Regions from separate parts of the Anser cygnoides genome. Here region 2 is linked to region 1. Evidence: chromatin contacts called from public Hi-C data. All regions are on one chromosome and are shown on one strand. The core of a region is the stretch at or near the end of the contact, and the rest is flanking DNA. Distances in the headings are between cores, read along the strand shown. Region 1 overlaps SCML2 (Scm polycomb group protein like 2). Region 2 overlaps REPS2 (RALBP1 associated Eps domain containing 2).

Region 1 (3,891 bases), core at 864-3,363:
CAGCATAAAAATTCCTTTTTCTAATTTTCTCTTTGCTGATGGGTTGATAGAGTTGTGCTTGTTGCATAATAGGTTTTTCTTACGCTGTTTAATTCAGCCTGCAGGTTTGAGTGGGAAGAATAGAATGCATGTTAAATCATTTAGCGGGAGCTCATTTTCTTAAATTTTCTTCATTTGTCAGAAGTTGTATGTTGTCAGGGGCTTTAGAGTTAGAAAGATGTAGAAAATAACTGTTTCTTTACCTGTGCACGTTGGATACAGGGAAGCCTTTTTGGTAGAGATTTTTTCCCATGTGGTTGTCTTCCTAGACATGCATCTTATATGTTACCAACATACTTTCATCTCCCTTTTCTGTGATTGCAGTAATTAAATGGTAATTAGTGCCATCCCTGAGACCTTTAATTTACTACAGCATATCTTCAGAAGTGGAGTGGTTCTAATGTAAACTTCAGATCATTTGTGCTTGATGAAAATGGTTCTAATACCTAGGATTTCAAGTCCTGATATACCAACTGAGATAATTTGGGAAATTCAGGCGTATGGATGTAATGTTTTCAGATGGGGTGAATGGGGTTTCTCCTCTTGAAAGGTGTCCTATCAAAACGTCGTTGTTACCAGCCTGTATACGGTCCAGTCTGCCAAATTAACAGCTCTTGAAATGTTATTGACTTGTTATACAGTTAGCAACTGCATGCCCTCTGCGGTGTCACAGACAAATCATTCATACCCTTTTGAGTCTGTTGTGACAAAAAATGAGGATCTTAGCGGCCCAGGGGGGTGTTTCTCTTCTGCTTGAGGCCCTATATAAGTGCCTCACTAAGTGCTGTACTAATGCAGGCAAACACTAGGTTCAAACCGGCAAACATCCTTCAGAGAAGCGGTGTGCAAGTGACTGAAAACACTGACATTTTCTGATTGTTTCTTTGTTTCTGAAAATTGCAGGAATGTGTTTAGCTGTGCCCAGTAGTGTTTTTACTGATACACATGATGCAGTTTCTCCATTGCTGCTACGGATTATGCTTTGTGAAGTGACTGCTGCTTGAGCCACTGGGTGGCATCATTGCACTGTTTTGGGATTAAGTGATGATGTGCTCTTCAAGAACATCAGAAAGATGCCAGCTGCCTGAACGAGAAAAATAAACAAAAAAGCTCACCTAGGTGATTTAAGGACAAAAACGTTAGCTGTGGCATGGTAGTTTTTCTCTTGTGCTTTATATTGATTTAATGCTTGCTTATATCTTTGATGTTAGTGCTTCATACCGTTCCATTTGTTCAAAAAATGGTAACACTGATTAAATCAAATGCAGGATACCCTCAGCTGTGTACATAAGCAATGCCAATATTAACACTGGAAAAAACATGGTGATTCTGTTGCTGAACATTACAATAGTATTTACCTTACAAAGATAGACCTTTATGTGAGTTCAGAGGAAAAGACACAAAGATGGAGTTGGAAGGCTGAGCTAATCCTTTTGATCTATTGGACTGGGGATAGTGATTCTCAACATATGCTTCATCAGACGCAAAACGTCTGTGTTTTTTTTCCATGTATTATTTCAGCACTCCTCTGAAGTTATCATACCAGTGCTGCTGTTCCCATGCACTTGTTAGGGGAACCGAGATGTGGAACCACTGATGTGATTTGCACAGGGATGCTTGGGAGATCTTTGTGCAGAGAATTAAGTCTAGATGTCCCTATTTGTGTCTTTATGCGTGGACCACAAAAAGAAGAACTTGTGGGAAGCTTATATTGGTATCTGCCAATTGTGTGATTTCCGCTGATGGATTTACAGAAAGCTATTTCAAGCTGTGTATTTTGCAAAGGTGGAGTTTGCATTTTATTGTAATCCTGTTCTTGGAAAAAAATATATTCTACGAGATAGTTGGATGGGGTGGTTTTTTTGCCCTCTCTTTCCCCAACCTCTCTCTTAATTTGTGTTCCCTTTAAAAACTGTCTTTATGGTCTTTTTTATCTTATGTCTTCCAGAACAGTTTAATTGGGATGACTATCTGAAAGAGACTGAATCAGTAGCTGCCCCTCTACATTGCTTCAGACAGGTATGCCAAATACTATTTTGCAAGTGTGTGTGTGTATGCCTCCATGTTACAGGGTGATGATGAAGCAACTTTTATGTTAGGACTGCTTGCAAACTTTCTGTTTGACTTCTTTTGATCTCTGTTTATCAGTAGCTTACAGTTTTGGCAGAAGCCAGAGATTTTCCATTCTTGGTTTCTGCCTTAAGCCAAACTTTGAGGGTTTCATTAAAGTTGTAGCTTTGGACTCTTTTTCTTCAAAAGAAGACTAGTTAATGAAAACAGATAGTCTTATCAGAGTTCAAAAATATCTTCTATTTTTTCCAGTAATCTTAGAGGTTTACTGTGAGAATTAACATTTGGCTGATAATCAGAGGAGTCTCTCTCCAGCCCCGTTTCTGTAAGAGTCCTTTCAGTTCTGAAAAGCTACAAGATGTACAAAATACATGTTTGCATGTGCAGGAGAACTTATTCACCACTTTTTTTTCTGGATCTCTCAAATATGTTACATTTTGGCTCTTTCAGAGCAGGGTGTAATAGATAATGGAGTTTAAACAATACAATTAAAAAAAATCATGGGGAAAGACTTTTTACCAGGGCCTATAATGACAGGAGAAGGGGCAATGGTTCTAAACTGAAAGTGGATAGATTTAAGGAAGAAATTCTTTACTCAGAGGGTGTTGAGACACTGGGAGAGGTTGCCCAGAGAAGCTGTGGATGCCCCATCCCTGGAGGTGTTCAAGGCCACGCTGGATGGGGCTTTGGGCAACCTGGTCTGGTGGGAGGTGTCCCTGCCCATGGCAGGGGGGTTGGAACTGGGCAATATTTAAGGACCCTTCAAGCCCAAACCATTCTGTGATTCTATGATGGAATACAAAGGTAATACTAGACTTATAATGAAGAGAACTAATTGCCCCTGAACTTAGTGTAGAGTTATGGTTGCTGAAGTGGTACTTCTGCTAGGCAAAATATGGAGAGTGGCTAAGGTTAAACATATCAGATAGGAATTTAAAAGATCAAGTTTACTGAAGTGTATGCATGCGTTAACCACAGTCTCAGGTTATCAGACTTCAGTATTGTACGTCACTCAGTAAGAGGCTGTAAGGAGAGTGTACAAAGGGTGTTTGAGGTGCTGTTCACATTGTGCTTTGCAAGTTTGATTCCCCCCTTGTCCTATGGTTTTGTATCTATTTGCAGATGCAGTTTAAATCTACCATCTTGTGTGAGCTAATGTGGTGGTTTTACCCAGCTGGGCAGCTGAGCTCTACCACAACTACTCTCTCACTCCCCCTCCTCAAAGAAAAAGGGGGAGAAAATACGATGCAAAGGGCTCGTGGGTTGAGATATGGACAGGGAGATCACTCAAGTTATTGTGATGGGCAAAACAGACTTGGTGTAGGGAGATTAGAGAAATTTATTGCCTATTACTAACAAGCTAGAGCAGTGAGAAAGAAAATAAAACCACCTTTCCCCCATCCACTCTGAACAGTGCAGGGGAACAGGCAATGGGGGCTGCGGTCAGCCCCTGATGCTTTGTCTCCGCCGCTCCTTCTCGGTCCCTCCCTGCCCCTGCTCCCCGTGGGGTCCCTCCCACGGGATGCCGTCCTGCCCGAACTGAGCCTGCAGGGGCTGCCCACAGGCAGCAGCTCTTCCAGCACTGCTCCCACACGGCTCCGTACCACGGGGTCCATCCCCCAGGGACAAACTGCTCCAGCACGGGTCCCCCACGGGCGGCAGCTCCCCCCAGACCCCCTGCTCCTGCGTGGGCTCCTCTCCACGGGCTGCAGCTCCGGCCCGGGGCCTGCTCCTGCGGGGGCTCTCCATGGGCCGCAGCCTCCTCCAGGCCACATCCACCTG
Region 2 (4,078 bases), core at 618-3,117, 580 kb after region 1:
ACTCGCAGCCTGCCTCCTCTCCTCTTTCCCAGCTCCTGTCAAGTCGGAGCCAAGCTGACAACGGCCCCCAGGCAGGACAGGCAGCCTGCCATCCTGCTCGCTCCTCAAAAAAGGCTCGCTTCTACCCAGGTGAAAGCCTGGGTTTAAAAATAAAAATTTCAAGGCAAACCTCAGACTTTAAAGGGGCCAGGATTTTAGCCAAAATAATAACCTGTCACACACTGAAGAACCGAATTTGCTCTTGCCAGGAGGCTTCTGCCTAGACACATCAAGTTGTGGAGTGGTCACAAGTTTCATAGGGCTTAACCACAGGTTAAAAAATGACAGAATGGACACAACTTGGTATATTTTAAAAGGAAGGACTTTTTTTTTTCCCCATAGCACTTCCATTTTTTTCATAACAAAACCAGTAAGAGCTCTACAGAAGGCTGCAGGGGAAAAGCAGTTCTGCCAGGTTACTGCTGCTCTTCAACTGTACGATGTTGAACTTTTATACGGAGGAGTGAGATTTGTGATCTTTTTTTTTTTTTTTTTTTAAATGCATGTGAAATTCCTCTGGAGAGGAGGAAAATGTGTCTTGGCTGACAAGATCTCTCCCCCTCTTCCAAGTGCGCTACATCTGTAGTGTTATCTGATGGTATAATAAAAATAAACACACTGTGACTTTCCAGTAGTATTTGAATATTAATATCTTAAGTATTTGGATTTCAAATAGCTACTAGATACTAACATTTCAATTCTGCAAACCTTTTTTCACAGATTGAAGAGCTTCTTTTATATCTGTTGATTTCTGGTACAAATAGGAGAGTAAAATGGAAAAAGCAATATTTTTTTTTTTCTGTCTACACAAAGCAAAGACCTTTAAAAATGCATTTTATGTAACATAGCATTTCTTTATCAGCAATGTGAATAGCCCATAACCTCTCTGATTTGTACCACCACTTTTTATATATCTGAAAGAAATCAAGGGTCTGAGCACTGTTAACAGCAGCATGGGAAGATCTATGGGGCTTTCATGAATGATTTGGGGATAGCAAAGCTCAAATACCCAACAGAGCCACACAATAAATTTGGTCCCAAATCACATCACTTTGATAAATCACTCATTTAGGGGCAGGAAGAATAAACACAGTCTTCAGAGAGCCGTGTAATAGGTACACTATGAAGCCCTCATGGTATAGCTTTGCTGCAAAACGCAGTGCGATGACAGGGACATGTGAGAACCAGCTCTGAATGACCTTCCTTGGGCTGGGGGCACCAGACATCCCCCTAACCTGGCCAGACAGGCAGCTTCTGGTGCTCACACTCTTACTGGAGTCTATATTAAACCTTGCATCAGAAGCAAGAATACAGCACTTTATTCTACAGCATGGAAAAAAATAACAGAGGTTTGGTCTCCTTTCATGTGTAGATAAAATGCAGCTTTCAAAAACCAACTGCTCAAGCAGTGTAGAAGTAACTAAACAGAGACATACTCTACAATGTCAATTGCAAATATGAATGAAAATTGAAGTTAGAATAAGATAAACGACCTGGAGGGGGAAAAAAAAGGGAAAAAAAGCAAAAACTGCTGCAGAAAAACTGATATTAAAAATTGGCCTCATTGCAGGAGAACATTGTTTTAACCTGCAGAAAACTGAAAGGAGAAAAAAAGAGTAAACTTTTTGTTCTGGTGAGAGCAAATATAAATTGCAGTACTGACGCCAGAAGGGCGAGTTTTCAAAATTTTCAACTGTTTGATAAGGCAGTTCCCAACGATACAACATCTATATTTTTTTCAGCAGCTGAGTGCTGCGATGTGGCTGTCAGCCTAGCAGCTCTGGCAGCTCCTGGTCTGCAGAGCAGTGGCTGGGCCACCGGGCTGGCGCGAGGACTGCACGCAGGCTGGCGTGTAAAGCTCAGCAGGCAGCAGGGCAGGGGCTGGCTGGAGAAGGCAGATGGTAAATATAAATACATAAGTACATTTGACCAAAAAATTTTAAAAAAGAACTAGTTCTGGTGACGCAGCTCACGCATAATGAATAAAACCAAGCGACTGCCATGTCCCTCAAGTGCCACCTAGTGGCACGTGGAACAGGCCATTTCTGAGTGTTTGGCTTCGAGGAGAACACCAAAAAATAGCTGTCCATATTATTCACAGCCTGCAGACTGATCCCGCCCCGCGAGGTGTGCAGACAGCAGGTGCTGGGCAAGGTAAGCCTCAGTGCTTTGGAGTGTCTCCTTTGCTGGTCACGCAGAAGCTGGGTCCGCACATTAATGACCGGCCGGCAGAGCTGAGCTCCCACCTATGGAAAAGTCCCCAGCCCTCAGTGACGGGCCTCTGACACAAGTGTCTGAGCATAAAAAATATCGTTATGCTGCTGCAGTGGATTTTGTTCAGAGACTGACACCACTTAACCCAGGCAGAAATATTTTGTGTAACTGCAACTTGCACCCATGCAAAGAAGGTTTGCTGATTCAACAACCCAACAAAGTCCCCTAGGCGAGGTTTGAGATGCTTTACAAAGATGTTTGCGCGCTGGTTCCTCCCCACACACATTTTAAAGGAAAAAGTCCTCCAAGCAGACGTGGGAGATTTCCAACTGCAATACAAGATTTGGGAGCCTCAACTTTCTCCTTGCAGAGTGTTAACTCCTGCCTCACTGACTACTGAGAGAACACGGAGAATATTCCAAAGGAGGAAGCTTAGCCCTCTGCAGGGAAACAGTCCAATAATTTTGGACAAAACATGGCACTGACAATGGCATCTAACTCCTGGTTTTTGTTTTGGCAGAGGGATTCCTCACAGATTTCCTCCCCTTCACTGATTTGGACACAGGGTGAAAGCCAGTCCCTGTAGCCTTCTGGTGACAGGTCAAGTGAGACTGGCTCCAAGATACTCCAATCTGAGCTCTTATAGTAGGGTGTAAGGAAAAGGTGATCCATCAGGATCCATTAAGGTGGGTTCCCTTTATTTTTTTGCTTTTATACCATGCTTAATATAGTATTTGGGCAACTCATTTCTCATTCAGAAACACAGCAATAAACTGCCTCCCTCCATCACAGTAATAAATGCCTTACAGTTTTTCCATGTCTTGGAAACTTCTCACTGTTACATTGTTGTTTAAAATTCTTCAGCGGTGCATTAAATAATTCAGGTTTCTAAAGTCTTGTCTACCCAGAGAGATTACACTGCTTATGGAATATGGTCTTCCAAGGGAAAATTCAGTTACAATAGGGTGAAGGTGCTCAGACGCAAGTGTCTCACTCATGGCCACAGAATGGAGCAAGCTGCTGACATAGGAAGTGTTGATATGACTGGGTCCACATCCAGGGTTATAGCAGCTGGGTAAAGAAAATCCCACTTGTGTGCAATACCAGTAATGCAAAAGATAATTTCCAGACCAGGCCTGAGAATATCTTGATTATGGGAAGAAGAGTATGTGATCACAGAAAAGAGCAACACAGAGTCTTCTTCCAAATCTCCTGAAGAGCTTCCCTTTGCAAAGACCAACATCCAGATATTAATAGGTTGTATCTCCTTTTCCCCCACTCATATATTCCCCCATTCTTGCATTTTCTAAGAGTCTTATCCTCCTCATTCTTTCTAGCAGAAGATTAAAATGGCCAACAAAGTCTCTGTAGAATGGCCTCAGCCAGAGACCAAGCCATGGCCTATGACCGATATTGAGCATTAGGACGGACAATTCCTCATCATTAGGGTGAGTATTAGGAATTGCAAATGCTCACTATCTCATGGTCTGATCCTGGAGCAGCCATTCATAGTCTTCTAACTGCTCCACGTGACAATACTTAACAGGACCTTTCTAAAAGAGTATGTAATGCTCGCTTAAGCACTAAGTGCTTTGAAAGCATCAGATGAAAGATTTTCATAACTGTAAGAGAAAGCATTATTTTAAAACTATTTTTTGCTTACATTTCCATTTCTTTTGCTTAACAAGGCTGGATTATATGTAGACTTCACACCCGCTTCTCAAGACAATCCAAAACTGGTCTCCCAGCATAGAAAGTCTTCATGGAGCTTTCATATTTTTGTTACCTGAGTGCCTTTTAGCAAGAGTTAAGTATATGTTCAGTC

Evidence for each region. Hi-C and Micro-C count contacts between places; a contact is called where the count stands out from the background.
Region 2: a contact with region 1 is called in a Hi-C map of liver, with 2.6 times the contacts expected there. The contact joins two enhancer-like sites. A contact is called at or near these places in 2 of 7 Hi-C or Micro-C datasets (granulosa cells and liver).

The regions. Positions count from the first base shown.
Region 1 is chr1:129,374,473-129,378,363 of Taihu_goose_T2T_genome, forward strand. SCML2 (Scm polycomb group protein like 2) reads left to right here. Exons shown (of 15, transcript XM_066981345.1): 4 at 1,988-2,058. Among named protein-coding and RNA genes, the nearest start is that of SCML2, 24 kb to the left of the region's middle. Within about 2 kb of position 2,114, at least 2 of the 3 cell types and tissues checked have open chromatin away from gene starts, as enhancers often do.
Region 2 is chr1:129,954,429-129,958,506 of Taihu_goose_T2T_genome, forward strand. All of the region lies in intron 14 of REPS2 (RALBP1 associated Eps domain containing 2), which reads right to left. Among named protein-coding and RNA genes, the nearest start is that of REPS2, 82 kb to the right of the region's middle. Within about 2 kb of position 1,868, at least 1 of the 3 cell types and tissues checked has open chromatin away from gene starts, as enhancers often do.